2 separate regions of the Mus musculus genome follow, and region 1 is linked to region 2. Evidence: chromatin contacts called from public promoter capture Hi-C data. All regions are on one chromosome and are shown on one strand. The core of a region is the stretch at or near the end of the contact, and the rest is flanking DNA. Distances in the headings are between cores, read along the strand shown.

The links. Promoter capture Hi-C pulls out the DNA fragments that hold promoters and counts their contacts.
Region 1: a contact with region 2 is called in a promoter capture Hi-C map of liver. The contact joins the promoter of Qtrt1 here to the promoter of Shfl in region 2. A contact is called at or near these places in 3 of 39 promoter capture datasets (liver and pre-B cells) and 1 of 9 other capture datasets (pancreatic islet).

The regions. Positions count from the first base shown.
Region 1 is chr9:21,409,649-21,413,404 of GRCm38.p6, forward strand. It overlaps Qtrt1 (queuine tRNA-ribosyltransferase catalytic subunit 1), which reads left to right and starts at 2,189. Exons shown (of 10, transcript NM_021888.2): 1 at 2,189-2,449; 2 at 2,585-2,653; 3 at 2,745-2,883. The coding sequence starts at 2,207. Gm16853 (predicted gene, 16853) reads right to left here and starts at 2,072. Exons shown (of 5, transcript NR_045742.1): 1 at 1,799-2,072.
Region 2 is chr9:20,866,878-20,870,230 of GRCm38.p6, forward strand. It overlaps Shfl (shiftless antiviral inhibitor of ribosomal frameshifting), which reads left to right and starts at 1,765. Exons shown (of 8, transcript NM_175687.2): 1 at 1,765-2,059; 2 at 2,453-2,576; 3 at 2,727-2,776. The coding sequence starts at 2,039.

The DNA of each region.
Region 1 (3,756 bases), core at 939-3,438, 540 kb after region 2:
TGTGGGTATATCTACGCTGACAGTTACACCCACACGCATAAATGTAAGCACTCTAAAGCAGGGCTGTGACCTGGAACACCAGCACTGTGTGTATGGAGAAGTGGTCGTAGAGATGAGGATCGCTGGGGCTGGTTGACTGCCAAGCTGCTTTCAGGTTCAGTGAGACACTGCCTGGGGATTAAGGTGGAGAGCAACAGCAGGTTATTAACCATCCCTTGGCCTCTGCTCACACAAGCACAAGGGCCTTGACTATTCCTCAGCCTCGGTGTCTTGAGGCATTCTGACTAAGCTCAGTCAGCCCTATAACTTCTGGTAATTGGTATTCATTTACTCTTTTTCACTGCAAGAGACTCAGATTCTACCCAGTACCTCTGCCCATCATAGCAGGTTCTGCATAGCAGCTCACTGGGAATATTGTGGGACAATGGTGCCCTCTGCCGGCAGAGGTGGCAGATACGGTTTATATTGACAGAAAATCACTTGGCTATCTTTATTAAATCTCTGGTCAGGGCAGTGGGAACACGTGACTGTACACACACACACACCTCCCTCATTGAATAAAGTAATAGGGTCAAGTTTCTGGGCATTAGATTTCTTTTTGTAATGATAGGAATCCTTTGACAAAAAAATGACTGAGCGCCTGACTACATGCTAGGTCCTTAGTAAATGAACACAGAATGACAGACTATTGTTAGTGACTACATGTATGAAGAGTATGCTATGTGAGTATGTGTGCAGAGGACTCAACCCAGAGCCTTGTGCATGCCAGGGAGAAAGTTGGGTTGTTTTTGTTTAAAAGATTTATTTTGTGTATTTAAGTATTTTGCCTGAATGTGGGTGTGCTACCATCTTACCTGCCTGGTCAGAGGAGGACATCAGATCCACTGGAAATGGAGTTACAGGGGGCTGTGTGTGCTAGGAGTACCATGTCCTCTGGGTACGTGCTCATTAGCCCCTATTTTGATTTTTTTTTGTTTTGTTTTTTTGTTTTTTGAGACAGGGTTTCTCTGTGTAGCTCTGGCTGTCCTGGAACTCACTTTGTAGACCAGGCTGGCCTCGAACTCAGAAATCCGCCTGCCTCTGCCTCCTGAGTGCTGGGATTAAAGGCGTGCGCCACCACGCCCGGCTTTTGATTTTTTTTGTATTTGAGTATACTGCCACTGTTTCAGAAGAAGGCATTGGATCCAATTACAGATGATTGTGAGCCACCATGTGGTCGCTGGGAATTGAACTCAGGACCTCTGGAAGAGCAGTCAGTACTCTTAACCGCTGAGCCATCTCTCCAGCCCTGATTTTTTTTAAAAAATAATTTTATGTGCATTGATGTTTTGCCTGCATGTATGTCAGATTTCGGCATTACAGACAGTTGTGAGCTGCCATGTGGGTGCTGGGAATTGAATCCAGTTCCTCTGGAAGAGCGGTCGGTGCTCTTAACTGCTGAGCCATCAGGTTTTTTTGTTTGTCTGGCTAGGGTTTTTTGTTGTTGTTGCTTTTTGAAACAGGGCTTCTCTATGTAACCCTGGCTGTCCTGGAACTCAGAAATCTGCCTGCCTCTGCCTCCCAAGTGCTGGGATTGCAGTAGTGCCCTACAGTGCCTTTTTTATTGCTTGTTTTTTGAGGTAGTTCACAATATAGCCCTAACTTTCCTGGAGCTTGCTATATAGGCTCACAGAGATCCACCTGCCTCTACCTTTCCTTGTATCAAAGGAGTACAATAACAGGCTTGGCTCCATCTTTTTTTCCCCTCCCTTTTTGTGAGATGAGATCTCTCTGTAGCCCAAGCTGGCAGGAAACTCACTGTGCCGGTGTCGATCTCCAACTGCACATAATCCTTTTTCCTCAGCCTCTGAAATCTTGAGATTCCTGATGAGTTATCATATCCGGCTGTTGTATTTTATACAGCAGAAAAACATGTCTTGGAGTGTTTAAAATACATTTATTGTATGTACGCCCATGCGAATTTGAATGGCTGTCTTGTAGATCCCAGAGACAGGTCATCGGGCTTGGCGCTGTGTATCTTCACTCGGTAAGCCATGGCACTGGGCCTTAGAACGGTGACAGCTATGGGATCTGGAAGTAGAGCACCCAAGCGTGTGGAGGGTGTGGCGTCAGTTGCTATGGTTCCCTATAGCTCTCAGATCACGTGATTCGGGGCACCTCGGCGCTGTCCTCTGTGGTCTCAGGCCACGTGGTTCCGGGACTGAAAATGGCGGCGGTAGGCAGCCCAGGTTCGCTTGAGTCCGCTCCACGAATAATGCGGCTGGTCGCTGAGTGCAGTCGCTCCGGAGCTCGGGCGGGTGAGCTGCGGCTGCCGCATGGAACGGTAGCCACCCCTGTGTTCATGCCTGTGGGTACACAGGCCACCATGAAGGGTATCACCACGGAGCAGCTGGACTCCCTGGGCTGCCGCATCTGCTTGGGCAACACCTACCATCTGGGGCTGAGGCCGGTGTGTGGATTCGATCTGGGGGGTGGGTGGCGAGGGGGTCTTTGGAAAAGTCTGTTGAGTAAGGCCCACAGTGCCGGGGCTCACCCACACCTGGCCGTGGAGCTGCGGGCACCGCTAACTTTTTCTCCCTCACAGGGACCGGAGCTGATCCGGAAAGCCCAGGGTCTTCACGGCTTCATGAATTGGCCCCACAATCTGCTGACGGTGAGTTGGGGTTGCCGCCCTCGGGCGCTGCGTTGAGGTGAGAGGTCCCCAGTCTCAATCTCCTGACAGCTTCGCTGCGGGGTCTCCCCAGGATAGCGGCGGCTTCCAGATGGTGTCCCTCTTCTCCCTGTCCGAGGTGACGGAGGAGGGCGTCCACTTCCGCTCGCCCTACGATGGAGAAGAGACACTTTTGAGCCCAGAGAGGTCGGTGGAGATCCAGAATGCTCTGGGTAAGAGGAGGGCTTCGAACGCCACGTATGGTTTGGATCGTCTTTGAATTTGGACTCTTTCACCTAACGAAAATAAGGATAGCCGGGCGTGGTGGCGCATGCCTTTAATCCCAGCACTCGGGAGGCAGAGGCAGGCAGATTTCTGAGTTCGAGGCCAGCCTGGTCTACAAAGTGAGCTCCAGGACAGCCAGGGCTACACAGAGAAACCCTGTCTCGAAAAACCAAAAAAAAAAAAAAAGAAAAAAAAGAAAAGAAGGATAAAGAATAGGTCCTGTGTTGGGCATGTGCAAGAGTTAATTAGAGTGTTTTGCCAGTGTCCTGGTCTAGATCCTCACTACAGCAAACAAACAAAACAAACACTTTAAAAAGGAGGGTGGGGGGTGGCGCACACCTTTAATCCCAGCACTTGGGAGGCAGAGCCAGGCGGATTTCTGAGTTTGAGGCCAGCCTGGTCTACAAAGTGAGTTCCAGGACAGCCAGGACTACACAGAGAAACCCTGTCTTGAAAACAACAGAGAGAAAAAGTTGGATGTCAAAGCTGGCAGTAGTAGAATTATACCTAAAATCTTGAAGTGTGGGGGTAGGGAGATTGCTGTGAGTGGACAGCCTGGACTGCAGGGCTCAAAGGAAGACACCCTGTCTCAAAGAAAAAAGAAAAAAAAAAAAAAGACAAAGAAGCTGTTTTCATTTCCTGACAAAACAGAGAACTAATGCCAGTACTGTAAGCACAGTACTGAATACAGAGTCATCCTTTTTTATTTATTGGTTTGTTTTATGTGTATGTATTTTATTATTTACTTATTGTTTATTATTTTGGAGAGGGTCTCACTATGCAGCTTCAGCTGGGCAAGAACTCTCTAGGTAGACTGGTAG
Region 2 (3,353 bases), core at 515-3,014:
CAGTGAGACTTTTTGCCACCAGTGATCATGAAATAATGATAGAAACGGCATACTAGCCTGGCCAGCACAGCAGAGTTCTTCCTGTGGCTCTGCAGGGTCTCTTCTAGCTATTTTGAAACAGTCAGGCTGTTCCTGACCCAGTCAGCTCAATGGAATTTACTCTTGCATTCAAATTGTAACACTGTAACCCTTGACCAGGCGCTTTCCACCTTCCCACCTCTGCCCTGCCCCTCTCTGCTTCTCCAACAGTTTCTTTAGTCTCCACTGACTGAATGAGATCTTAGGCAGCTTGACATAATGCCCTCCAGCCTTATACCTGTTGCAGTAAGTAATGAGGCTTCTTCTTTCTTATGGGTGAGTAATATTCCATGGTGTGTCCACGCTGCATTTTCTTTATCCATTCACCTATTAATGGACATCGCGTGAACAATACAGCAATGCACACAGGCGCAAGTATCCGGCACTCATTAACAAGCTGGTTTCCTTTCCTACAGGCATTTTCCCCAATAGTTGACAGATCTTATGCTCATTGTATTCTGTGAGGAACTTCTATCCCACTTTCCATAACAGCTATAGTATTTCAATATAACTTATTGATGACTATCCATTTGGAGGTGTTCCTTTCAGGCTTGCGTAGAGACCAGGGCCCGATGCTCACATGATTCTCGGCTTTAGATTTACAATGTGGATTCCTTGGAGCCAGAAGTCTACAAGGGTGTAAGGGGCCAGGAGTTGGCTTTTCTTCACATTTTTACTCTGCTTCCAACCAGCATGACACTTCAAAGGTCACCTGGTGACTGATGCAATATCTATGTCCCACATTGTGCTAAGTGACATTAATCCCCCTGGAAAACCAAACACGGTGGCTCACAGCTGTAATCTCAGTGCTACAGAGCGAAGGCTGGAGGACCACCATACCATACGTTTAAGGACAGCCACGGCTATACAATGAGACCCCCAGCATTCAGAAGGTGGAAGCAGGAGGATGGTGAGTTCAAAGTCATCCTCAGCTACATAGAAAGTTCCAGAGTAACCTGGACCATAAGGGCCACCATTGAAACTATGGGGCCTGGGAAAGAGGCTGAAGGGGAGGGTAGATCAGTTTCCATTTCCCCCTCTCTGGCTTTGGTCTCCGGTTCACTGTTAAACCACCTTATCTGCACCTGTGGCATCCACCTTTGGTGGTGGTGGGAGCCAGATCACCCAGCAAAGATTTCTGTGCTCCTGGATCATAGTGAGACCCAAGCTCTGTACCGAAAGGGGCAAGGCAGAGGTTCACTGGGAAGAAGGTATTTAAACGGGGTGAAAAAGCCCAGGCCTCTTAGATTCTGGGGCCCATTCTCTGGAGAAGTCTGTAAAACTTGCTAAAAAAAAAATAATAAAAAAAATAAAAAATCTTTCATTTCATTTTGTCCTAGGATGTTCCCCTCCCCCCCCCCCTTTTTCTTTTTTTCTTTTTTGAAACTGGGTCACACATAGTCTAGGACATCCTTGAACTCCTGATCTTTTTGCATCCACCTTCCAACTGCTGGAGTGACAGGTGTGTGTCACCATGCCTATCTTGCATGCCCATTTTACAGAGGAGGAAACTGAGGCTGAGAGTGTGGGAATTAGAGAGAGAAGCCGTGGGAGTTAGAACTGCTGAGCATAGCAAAACGCCACGGTGGTCCGAAGACGCTTCGGGTTCTGCATAGGAGGAGCAGCGAGGGAGCACCGAACTGTGGTGCGGCTCCGCCCCCAAGGGGGACGTGAAGACGCGGACCCCGCGCAGCGTGGGGACATGTGACCGACTGCAGAGGCCGCGCTGCTGCGCAGGACGCGGTGAGGCGCGCTCGGAGGCCCGGGAGCACCACCCGGGAGCACTACAGGGCGCGTGAGCAGACGCGTGGCCGCAAGGCCTGCGCGGGGTCTCCTCAGGGTCCCCAGCTTTACGTAGAAACGAAACTGAAAGAGGGGCCCGAGGGAGGCGGAGCTGCGGCGACGCCACCCAGGCTTGCGAGGCCCGGACCCAGGCGCAGCCAGGTGTGCTCCGGCCACCATGGCTCAGGATGGCGTGGAGGTAGGACAGCCGCGCCACCGGCGGCGCGGAAAGGGCTCCCGGGAACACCCCTGCCCCCTGGGCTGTTTCCCTCCTCTATCCCTGGGCACAGTGGGGCTGTAGGGTCAGAGGTCAGAAGGAAAGGGGGTAACCTGGCCTGCATCCCGCCACACACACACACACACACACACACACCGCCAGACCCCAAATTCGCACCGGGGAGGCTGGGACGCGCCGCAGTCTCCACCATCCCCCAATGCCTGGAGAACTTCGGATTTTTCCAGGAAATGGCTTAAAGGGGGGGGGGGATGGGGATGCGGAGGCCAGAAGCCAGGGTCAAGTTCAGGAGAATGAAGGTGCGGGGGCTGCTCCCCGTCGCCGGCGACATCAGAGCTTATCCCCCCTCTATCCTAGTTGGAGAAGAGCGTCAGGCGCCTCCGGGAGAAGTTTCATGGGAAAGTGTCCCCCAAGAAGGCAGGGGCTCTTATGAGGAAGTTTGGCAGCGACCACACCGGAGTTGGGCGCTCTATCGTGTATGGTGAGTCAGCCCTGGTGGGGGGGACACTGAGTGGGTGTGGTTTCAGAATTGCTGTAGCGCTTTAGCGACCCTGGCTCCGTTTAACCGGAGGCTCTCCACCGCCTGGAACTCCTACACCCTTCAAGAGCCCCTCCCATGTTCTCCCACTAGGTGTCAAGCAGAAAGACGGACAGGAGCTGAGCAACGACCTGGACGCTCAGGTAACCTCCCCCTGTCCCCAAAGGAAGGGGGATTCCCATTCTCTTGTCAGAAGGAACAATCAGTGAGTGCTCCCCTTACCATCTAGGGTCCTTTCCTTTCTCAAGCAGCCTTCAAACAGTAGGTGCTCATTACATGCTGATTACCTCAAATGGAAGAGACAGGACAGTAGGATAAGGAGACTGAATGTCGAAGAAAACTCAAGGCAACCCTTTCTTGCATAAGAAGAAAGTCTGAGCTGGGCAGATCCTGGGAAGAAAGACGCCTGGACAGGAGGGATGAAGGAATCAAGGCAATATGGTTGTTTTGCTCCTCGGCTTCTGTTTGCTTGAAAGACATAGCAGAGTTTTTGTTTTGTGTAAGACAGAGTCTTTACATAGCTCAGCCCTGGACTTCCCTGAAATTCACTAGATAGGCCAGGCTGGCTTTGAACTCACAGAGATCCACTTGCCTCTGCTTACCAAGAGCAGGGGATCAAGGCGTGTACCACCTTGCTGGGCATCTAAAAGAATCCTACCAATGATATTCTTTTGCTTTAGGTCTATAAACAATATGATAAGATAATAATAATAATAGCAG